2 separate regions of the Gossypium arboreum genome follow, and region 2 is linked to region 1. The links are chromatin contacts, called in public Hi-C maps. All regions are on one chromosome and are shown on one strand. Each heading gives the region's core, a stretch centred on a gene start, on an enhancer-like site or on the middle of the called end of the contact. The rest is flanking DNA. Distances are from core to core; before and after follow the strand shown. Region 1 holds the start of LOC108450782 (xyloglucan O-acetyltransferase 1-like). Region 2 holds the start of LOC108453785.

Evidence for each region. A called contact is a pair of places that touch in the nucleus more often than the background predicts.
Region 2: a contact with region 1 is called in a Hi-C map of leaf, with 2.4 times the contacts expected there. The contact joins the promoter of LOC108453785 here to the promoter of LOC108450782 in region 1. A contact is called at or near these places in 2 of 5 Hi-C or Micro-C datasets (both in leaf).

What each region holds. Positions count from the first base shown.
Region 1 is chr5:67,014,015-67,019,482 of ASM2569848v2, forward strand. LOC108450782 (xyloglucan O-acetyltransferase 1-like) reads right to left here and starts at 3,221. Exons shown (of 2, transcript XM_017748549.2): 1 at 2,829-3,221; 2 at 1,444-2,722. The coding sequence starts at 2,991. The coding sequence ends at 1,620.
Region 2 is chr5:67,174,479-67,179,946 of ASM2569848v2, forward strand. It overlaps LOC108453785, which reads left to right and starts at 2,021. Exons shown (of 3, transcript XM_017752084.2): 1 at 2,021-2,294; 2 at 2,377-2,504; 3 at 2,775-3,074. The coding sequence starts at 2,021. The coding sequence ends at 2,885. LOC108453784 (protein PLASTID REDOX INSENSITIVE 2, chloroplastic-like) reads right to left here. Exons shown (of 4, transcript XM_017752081.2): 2 at 5,288-5,386; 3 at 3,500-3,667; 4 at 1,898-2,370. The coding sequence ends at 2,347.

The DNA.
Region 1 (5,468 bases), core at 1,971-4,470:
TTCTTCGATCTCCAATATTGACTTTCATATCGACTTGGATCTAAGATATGTTATTCTATTCGTTGATGGGTACTGATTAGACTTGTCCAAAGGTCAAGTAGCCCGCACAACCCAATAAACCCAGCTCGAGTTGGGACAAACTTGGAAAGGATTTTTACACCTTAAGTCAGCTCAACCCGACCTGAATACAATTTAAATAAAAAAATATTTTTAAAACTTAAATTTATTATAAAAATATATCAAATATCAAATAAAAATATATATTTTTTAATTTTTTTAATAGTAAAATGGCCTTTTAAATAGGCTGGGCTAGCTTAGAAACAAATTTGGACTTGAAAAAAAATTCGGAATCAGGCCTTGGCCCTGCCCAAGAATACCACTAGTACTGATCTTCAATACCGATTGTTGAATCGTCGTTTGGAGCCCATTGGAGGAACTTAAAGAAAAACTTAATAGCACAGTGACTTCTTTCAAATAATTTAATGACTAAATTGTAACTTCTTTTAATTAAGTGATGAAAACAAAAATTTTTATAATGACTAACAATGCAATTTACCAAATGAATTAAATGCCAGAATAATAAAAGCTAAACTTGTTTCACCAAAACCTACGCTTTTTTTTTTTTTTTTTTGTTGTTGAATACTTCGATATAATTTGAGCAACTTTCCAACGACTAGTAAGAAACTTGCAGCACCATTTTCCAACTCAAGCTACCTAAAGTTTTCATCGGATACCTTGACGTACCGATTCTTATCCTAATAAAATAAAAGCCTTCTACCAAAAAGAAAAGCTGCATTCCTGCTTTATTTTTTATTTCAATTTTCACCATTGAAGATCATCCTATTGGTTGAGCGAGTGTCATGTTTGAATAATAAATTAATCAACTTTTAAAATTACATTTAACTATGCCTATGTGCTAGATTCAATAATTAATTCAACTCAATTAATTAATTAAATTTACATAAATATAGGATTCAATTTTAGGCGCTCAAAATCTAAAACCTTAACGTTATCATAAATTATATTAAAATGATCGAGATCTAAAATTAATTTCAGAAAATGAGTAAAAATAACTAAAAGCACTCAAGCATCTTTAAAACCTCTATACATTTCATATTGATATCATTTGCATACATTTCATTTTAAAAAAGATAAAAACATATTAGTAGTCACTCTCAATAATGGATTTTTTTCTTGATCACTCAATTATAAAAAGTTATAAAATAGTCACTCAATTATTTAATTTTTTCTTTTTAATTATTAGCTAGTTAATAAAAACGGAAACACCCAAAAATTCAAGACACTTGGGTGACCAAAAGATAAAATTAAATAGCTAAATGATTATTTTATAATTGTTATAGCTGATTGATCGAATTTTTTTTAATAGTTACATTGTAACTATTTTATAATTTTTCATAAAGCGAAAAAAAAAAAAAGTGAATATTAATATAATTTTTAAAAAAATATCACTAAAAAAGCAATAATCTCATTTTCACCAACTACACTCGACACATTTCTTCCCAAACAACATTTTTCTTCAATTATCTATTTACTCTGAAGGGAAAAACACATGCACCAACCAAGTAAATCAAAAGTTAGCACTTGCTATTTGTATTGCCTCACTCTTTTCTCCTGGATTGAATACTCCATTTCCTGATAACTTCCAACAATATCTGATTCCAAGTATCTACAGGACCAGGCAGACACCAATGCACGCAATCGTTCTGCACGCGCTCTCGAACCCCATTCGCAAACGGAAACGGATACATGTAAGGCCCCGGATGACCATCCGGTCTCATCAACGATAATTTGGTCACATCCAACATCTCAATCCTCAATCCTTCACTTTGTTCAGCATTTACCTTGACAGCTTCTATTTCTTCAACCTCAATTGCTCTCATATCTGCATCCATCCCTTCAAGCATCTTCTCTCCTTCCTTAAAAGGTTTAGTCTTTGGACAAGCACCAGCCTTATTCCATTCACCTTCAAAATGTGAAGGTGAAAACGTGGCGAGGAACACATCAATTCTATTACCATTAGCCCCTTTTCTCTCAATTATTGTCTTAAGCGCAGTCTTTAAGGCCTTCCTCATCACATCGTAAAATCCAATTTCAGTGTGATTTAGTCCAGGGCAGTAATGACAACCTAATACTAAATCACCCTCATAATAAACTGCTGGATGAAGAAACCAATGCCCTATCGAGAGTAGAATCATATCTATATGGTCCAAATCAGAACCCCACTTCTCATCAACAGTGTCCACATATAATTCATTATGATTTGGACCAGCTTTTGATTTCTCAACACCTTTAACTAGAAATGGTGACCAGTAAACTGATATAGTAATGTTATGAGAAGCAAAATGCCATGTACGAAACTTGTTATCCTCCCCACCTCTATAAACCAGGTTAGGATTGGAGGCAGTGGCTAGCATACAAAGAAGTGATTCCAGTTGGTTCCTAGCCATGGAATCTCCGATAAAAGCTATGTGCTTGTTACTTAAGAGATGCAAGAAAGTATTGGGATTAAACCTGGGGAGCTTGCATTGGCTTGGTCGCCATCTCCAATAAAGGTAATCCAAGTCAGGTCTCCCATGAGAGATACAATTTTGACCGTCCTTGATTGTACCACAGGTTGTGCCATTGTACAGAGGCCCCATCTTGTCGTGTACCCATCTGCCGTCGGTGTAGTCACATGGAGTTTCATAAACTATTTCTTCTTCTATAAAAGAACAAAAAAAGTTGGTTCATTAATATCACCCAATAACTAAAAACTCATGGTAATTAAGGATAAAAGGTTGACAAGTACTTTTGGTTGCTGAAAATACCTTTGGTGAGGATGGTGGGATTGTTGGGAGGGAGGTGATGAAAAGGGTGAAAGTAGAAGCGAAGAAGAGCTATGGGGAGGAGAGCATAAAGAGCGAAAGGCAGCAACTTCTTGGTGGGGGAGGGAGAGTTAGGATGGGGTTTGAGTGGACTCATTACCTCCATGTTGGAAAGAGAAATACTTGCACTGCTCCTTTGTTCTTTTGTTTTCTGGGTTATTTGGCTTTGAGTTGAGGGTTAATTCTAGCCTTACAACACTGTGGATGTTACAGTAAGCGTTTCAGGCAAAACGACAGCTTGTTTTGCTACGATAAGCTAAGCGAGTCGGCCAAAATATCCAGCGGGAAATCGTTGTTTATAGCCATAGCTGTGACTTAGTCGATGGTTGGATCTGACCCGTTAGTGTTAAAAGTTGGATTTAAATATAATATTAATTGATATTTATTAATCCTATATTTGGATTGAAGTAATAGAAAAGAAATCATATCTTCGTTTCATTAACTTATTTTTATTTAGATAAGAGAAAATGTTAAGGAAATTGATTTCATTAGTTATCTCAAATCAGAAGGACTTGATTATTTAATTTGGTATCATTTCAATTAGGAAATAATTAATATATCTTTTTATTAAATTATTATTATTTTGATAGTTTCTTTTTATTTTTCCATAAAATTAAATTAAAATTAACATTTTAAAGAATAATTTTAATAAATTTATAACAAATTCTTCATCACTAAACCAATTAATAATTTTAATTAAATTTTAAAATTTTATTATATGTTATTTTTAAAAACACTTCTATTCTAAATATTGTTATAAATATTTTATTAAGTAAATGTCCATCAAGATCTAGATAAGTTTTGATATATTTTAAATTCTAATAGTCATTAGAAGTAGAGTTCTATTTCATTTATACTTCTTATGTCTGTAAATATAGATTTTGGAGAAGCATTGTAAAAATTTCGATTGATCAATAAAATACGCTCTCTTTTTGCTCTCCCATTCTCTTTGTCCTTTACTTTCTGTCTTTTTATTTTATAACACATTATCTGCACGATTCTCTTTTATTTTATAATACAGACATTCCAGATCTACTGCTCAAGGTTTTGTCGATTGCCTTCTAGAGCTATTGCAATTTTAGTCTTCAATTGAGGCCTGCGCACTATGAGTAATCATTAAAACCTTTAATCACTTAGATCTTCAGATATATTTTATTATGATTTATTTATTATGTCATATTTATTATAATTCGAGACTAATCATGACAACATGAATAGATAAATTTTGATTTGAAATCCACACGTGTTTACGATGGTTATTATGAAATTTGGGACGTTTATAAGTTCATCCTAGTAAATCTATTATATTCCCCAAAGTGAATGCAAAAGAAAACAAAAACCGATATTATTTCAATATTTGGGAGTACAAAATTAGTCGAAAGCTCTAGAAGAGCTAATATATTAATATCTTGTGATGGTTAATCCATTGGTTTTAAAAGATATTTATAATGGATCTCATATTGAGATTGTGAATGAATAAAAATTATATTTCATATAAATCACTATTGCTATAAATATCTATTTTGAAAGGATGAAAAAAGAGAGGATTGAGTTATTGATTACTCTTGTTATTAAATTGAATTAACTGTGATTATCTTTATAATCTTCTTTTGTCATCATCCCCATTAAAGGATTAAAAGTAAAATATTTGACTGTGAAAGATCTACTTATAAGCAATAAAATATGGTAATTCCATCTAAAGTAAAATATTTGGTGTGATTAGTTAAACCATCCTGGATCATATATGATGAAAAAATTAATTAAGAATTCATATGGATATTTATTAAAGAACCAGAAGATTTTTTAATTTAAAGAATTCTAATTTGTTGTTTGTTCTCAATGAAAATTGATTCTTAGAAACTCACTAGCTAAAGTTGAGATTTAATGTCTTGCACTTCTAAAATGAATATGGGTCCATTCATCCACCATGAGAATAATTTTGATATTATATGATTTTGGTAGATGCATCTACAAAATAATCACGTATGTGTTATCAACTTGTAACCTGTCGTTTGCAAGATTGTTTATTTAAATAATTATTTCATATAATGTAATTAAGATAATTCATCTTACTAATACTGATGAGTTTATATCTCAATCTTTTATTGATTAAGTTTGAAAAACTTTTATAAAAGTTTGTTATTTATACGCATAATGGTTTAGAGAAACTATTAATTGAACGCCTTTGATTAATGTTTAAACCATTACTTATGAGAACTAAACTTTCTATTTCAACATGAGATTATGTTGATTTACATGCTTACGCATCAAGCCAATAAGTTATAAATACTCCCCATTATAATTGATTTTTGGTCAAGAGCTAAATATTTCTAATCTTTAAATTTTTGTATGTGCATATATGTTCCAATTGTTCCACCACAAAAAGTTGAGAATATATATTAATTATGAGTCTCATTGTATTATTATATGTTTTCAATGTATTAGAGATTTAATTATGACATGATTTGTGATTACTATTTTGATTCCATAGTTTTCATGACATTAGGGAGATAAAAATAATAACTTGTAATGAGTTAGGGGGGAGCGTAATTTGAACTAGAAATTCAATAAGGATAACTAATT
Region 2 (5,468 bases), core at 771-3,270, 160 kb after region 1:
ATTTTAATACAAATTATTAAAATGTTAAATTTTACTTCATTATTTATTCACATTTAAACTTATCATAAATAAATATTTAAATATATTTTCTATCAAATATAATTATTAAAATAATTATATCTAACCACATCAATACCTATATCATCTTAAATCTTAACACTGTAAAAAAAATATATTGACCAATTATATCTAATCACGTCAATACCTATATGTTATTTTTTGATTTTATAATTTTATAGTAATATTTATATTAATATTAATTAAAAATAATTATATTAATATTAAAAGAAATTCTAATTTTAAATATTTTTTAATATTTGATTGCTTTTATGGATACAAATAATGCAAAATTCAATAATATTCAAAGTTAAATAATATTTTAATTACTATTCAGAAGCGATTCAAAGTGGATAGGAACTATCAGTATTCATTATCTGAATGCAACTTTATATTTTATGAATAACAAAACGATATCATAATTTGTTTTATTTAAAAAATATTTTTGAATTACTTTTTATATACTAAATTCATTTTACTAAATTTAATTATTTTTCAAATAATGTTATTTAAAATAGATTTAATTTAAATTTAAAATGGATAATAAATACTAAAAATCCTATTACATATGTATGTGTCACGGGGTTAGAACTTTAGTTTGGCAAACCGCGCGACCTTAGGTAATTTCCTACTCTTGTCACAAGAAAAATAACGTACACTAGGTGTTTGAGTAAATTCTCTAAAAAATATTTTATATTGAGTGATTACAAATGAAGGGGAAGACTTTTATTTATAGTTGAACTCTCTCAAATCTAATGGTACAAATTAAGTTACATCAACGATCGAGATTAGAGCCCATCTACAAGATGAGAGTCTTAAGGGATTTAAGTTCTATACATCTTTATCCCTTATGATTTACAATAGTAACTCTAATTTTACTAGAGTGTTTCACTGGTCACCAATGTTTCAAGTAGATAAGTTTCTCCATATGTACCATGAGTCAAACCAATTCAAGCGGGTCAAATGAGCCCGTTTGAATTAGTTGACATCCATGGGATGCTCTTTGACCTCCATGGGTTTCTCTATATGTACTATTACTAGAGTGTTTCGCATACAATATATAATAAAACATATGATTTGAAACTAATTAATCATAATAACGAATAAAATATGTATGATATTAAAATAAATAAATAAGATTAAGTTATAAGTGTCTGAAATTTAAACACAAATACATCATATTAATAATATTAAATACATAACAATTTTGTTATCATGATGTTGTATAAAGCTGAAGTAGATAACAAATTATGCATGTTAACATAATAATGAATAAAACATGTTAAAATGAAACTTTAGTTGAGTGATCTAATTAGTATGAGTTCAAAGCGTACACATTGTATTTTTTATTATTATTTTTTAAAAATACTCTCAAATAAAAATTTCAATTTTGTAATAAATAATTATATTTTAAAATGCATATTAAAATTTACCATTCCTAACAATACTCATAATTTAAAAATTAAAAGAAAAAGGAAATATAAAGGCAGGGTAATCCCTAAGGCGGAGGAGCATAAAAAAGTATACTATGGCGGATAAGGCGGTGGGTTGTCAAATCATTGTCCAGCCAAAGGAATCTCCCTCTCACTCACACGCATGCTCACTTGTATTATAATTACTGTATTTTTTTCACACACAAATTATTTAGTCCTATCCCTCTAATTATGACTTTCAACACTTTGACCCCAACTCCTCACATTTCTCCACGTGTAGCTCATGCCGGCTTTCCATAAACTAATTATAACATCCTGATTGTAAATTATGTGTTGCCGTTTTGGATGTGAATAGTGAGAGGCAAGGCAAGGGTATATAATAAGTTAGTTGGGAAATGAGGAAAGGCCTGCTTGTGCTTGGTTGAGTTGAGTGAGACTTTTTGTGTAGGGTCGTATTAGAAAGAGACTTCTGCTTACTTAACCTCCTCTTCCCTTCCTTTCCTTATCTTCTTCTTCCTTTTTCAGAATTCATGGGGAATTGCCAAGCCATCGATGCGGCGGCCTTGGTCATTCAGCATCCCTCCGGGAGGCTTGAGAGGTTATATTGGCCCATTCCCGTCAGTGAAGTTATGAGAATGAATCCCGGTCATTACGTTTCTCTCATCATTCCCTTGCCTGTTTCCCAAGAGGAGGAAGCCAACCATCATCAAGATCGAGATACGGTGCGTTTCACCCGTGTTAAGCTCCTCCGCCCCACCGATACTCTTTCCCTTGGCCACGCTTATCGCCTTATCACTTCTCAAGGTCTTCTTCACTTTCTTTATTTGCAAGATTGTCTTTCTTTTATATTGATTTCTCAACTCTCTCTTGTTTCCTGTCCCTGCAGAGGTCATGAAGTTCATGAGAGCCAAGAAATATGCAAAAACCAAAAGGGAATCCATGAAAAAATTGCAGCACCATGGACAAGACAACCTAACTTCAGGAGGAAAGTCTGACGCACACATCACCAACCAAGTATGGCTCTCACTTATCTTTCATATATGTTCTTCCCAGCTAAGCAATCTGTGAATATGGGTCCTCAAACACCAGTTACTCGCCATGGGAACTATAAGCAAATTATGATAATCATATTGGAAGGATATCATAAATTGATTGTTAAAGTTTCCATCTGCATTAAGATTAGATACAAACTAAACCAGTTTGGAAAACATTTCATGTTTCATTTGAATCTTTCTTTCTCATTCAATCCTAAAAACTTAAGCGCTTATGTTCTAAACTTTCCAGGAACTAAAGAATGAAAGACAAATCTCACGGACATCATCTGTGAACGCTGCTTCAATGAGGTCAAAATCATGGCGGCCATCATTACAGAGCATCTCTGAGGCTGTAGGCTAATAGTTTTGTTTTCAAGTTTCTTTTCTTAAGTGCAGATTGGTTTTGGGAATGGCAATGAACTGCCTCTTTTGTTCAATGAAACCCGAAATTAGGGAAAATGGAAATTCACCAATCGAATGAAGGTGATAACCAAAGATTTCAACTTGCAATCAAAGCTCCCAAATTGAAATCTGTTTCAAGAAAAATAAACATATGTATAGCTTCTCAGTTCAGAGGAACATTGGATCCTAAATTGTATTACAAGTAGTATTCTAATATGAAATTAGGATTTTCAGTCTTTCACTCACTGCTTTCATACAAATCCCAAACTTGATCACTTTCAAAAAGTACAACACAATGCTATGTTGATCAAACTCTTTATTTTATGGACACGAGAATATGACTTTCAAGATCCTCCAATTGTATAAAAAAACTTTAGAAAAGTTTAATCATATCCGTGTCTGATACACATCTATATCTAACACTCATATCTGAGTTTGAGTAAATATTTGACTCCAAGTAACATAGGTACAATCTGATGATAATGGAAAATAATGTTATGAATGTGATGATAATGGAAAAATATGTTATGAAACATGTGGAGGAAATCATTTGGGAGAGTTTGAGTTCCAAACCTCCCAATCATGATCAAGGTGGTTTTGGGCCCATAACAAGGATGCCCGAGCAGCAACAGGTGCTCCAGGTAATTTCTTCTCCTTCAAAGCTACAAACATATCTGTGAAAGGCTCCACCAACAGTGTTCCAGATCCTCCATATTCATTGTGCAAGAAATCATTAAATATCTGTTTTCAACAATAGAAAAAACAGTAAGCTTCACAAAAATTTTAAGTTCACTATCAAAACTTGTATTCTTCTGTAGGCAAGGCTTATACAGGTAGAAGTAATCTTCAACACTAACTATATCACATGTATGTAGAAGCCAAATTCAAAGAAATCCCTGCATTGGGCCAAACATTCACATAAGGAAGAACATGACGAGCTGTCAGGGAAGGAGTGATTTGTTATTTTCGTGCCAGATAATTCTTTTGGGGTCAATTATTGAACAATTTCCAGCTCAATCAAAAAGCAGGCCTCTTAAAGAGACAAAAATGTTCGATTTAGAAGAAATCATTGCTGATAAAAGCTATAAACAACCAAAAGTAGGCAATTAAAATTATGTTGTTTGGATTGAAAGATTTGACTAAAGGGCTGTGAACCACTATTCTCAAACTGTTATATGATTCTCTGATTACAGGGATTAACAGGCGAGGCTTAGTGAGTGAACATGATCACCAATCACCATTGATCACATCGTGTACAATGGAACGGCATAAACCCATTTGGATGTGATGACAAGGAAGCCAGATGAAATCAGCTACTGTGAATGATAATATTGATGGTTGTGTTTTTCACAGTAAAGAGCATTGCATACTAATAATACCCAGTTCACAAAATAATGTCACTTCTAGGACCATATGTTGCATCGGCTTTATCATCAACAGAATAATAACATCTTTCAAGCATGATGAAGCCTCTCAGGTTATCAAGCGTGGTAAAGCCACTTGTGCTCTACTGATATCCTCTAACATATTACTCTGAAGATTTACTTTAACATTAATGTGTCATATTTGTTTGATGTAAAATGTAAGATATACTAAGGAATGAGATTATCATCATCGATACAAAAGACCATGTAGGCCTATCTCATTCCAAGATCCTAAGATCATCTTAGGGTTTGTTGAAGTCTTCTAAGAATGAATTTTGACACCTGAAACCATCTTATTATGTATTAATACTAAGCCACCATACTTGATACTCCGTCCATGAATCGTGGGTATTGACTCTTGAGAATGAAACAAGGCTCCAATAAAATAAAAAATTCTGTTCAGTGGTACATTCTTTCAAGTAAGTCATCGAAGTATGGAGGATGATAACAGCATGGGCGATTTTGGAACTAGGAACGCAAAGCTACACGAGGGCCGTCAATCCAATCTAACTACCAGCAGTTTTATCAGAAAATACAAAGAGGGATACCATAATACCAATCAGAATGCATCAGGGAGCAGAATAACAATAACATGGGCTGGAAGCCGCCAAGTGAGGGAAGAGTCAAAACTAAATTTGATGGAGCCGTTCAAACAAACAGTCGAACAGGTGGTGTTGAGTATAATTGTTCGAGACTATCAATGTCAAGTTTTGGCAGGTTCGGTGAAGAATATGCAACATGTAACAAAAACAGCGAAGGTGGAAGCAACGGCTGGCTACAGGGCTTTCGTGTACGCAAAAGAGTCGGGCTTATAAAGGATAGAGCTGGAAGGTGATGCTTTAACTCTCATTGAATTCAACAAAAACCATTCATAATATATTAACAATTAATCGAAATTAGCCGTTGCTAGAAAAGAAAAAAGAAAAAGGGAAAGTACCTCAACGCAAACGACAATGACAGAATCAAGGTCATCACCAAATTTGTCTTTGTCTTTGGATAACTTGTTGAAAAGCTCAGCTTTAAACTTCTGGGTCTCCTATTATACCAAATACCCACAAAAATAATCAAAAGAAAATCTATCATTGGAGCTTAAAACCATAATACGTTTTTCTAAACAT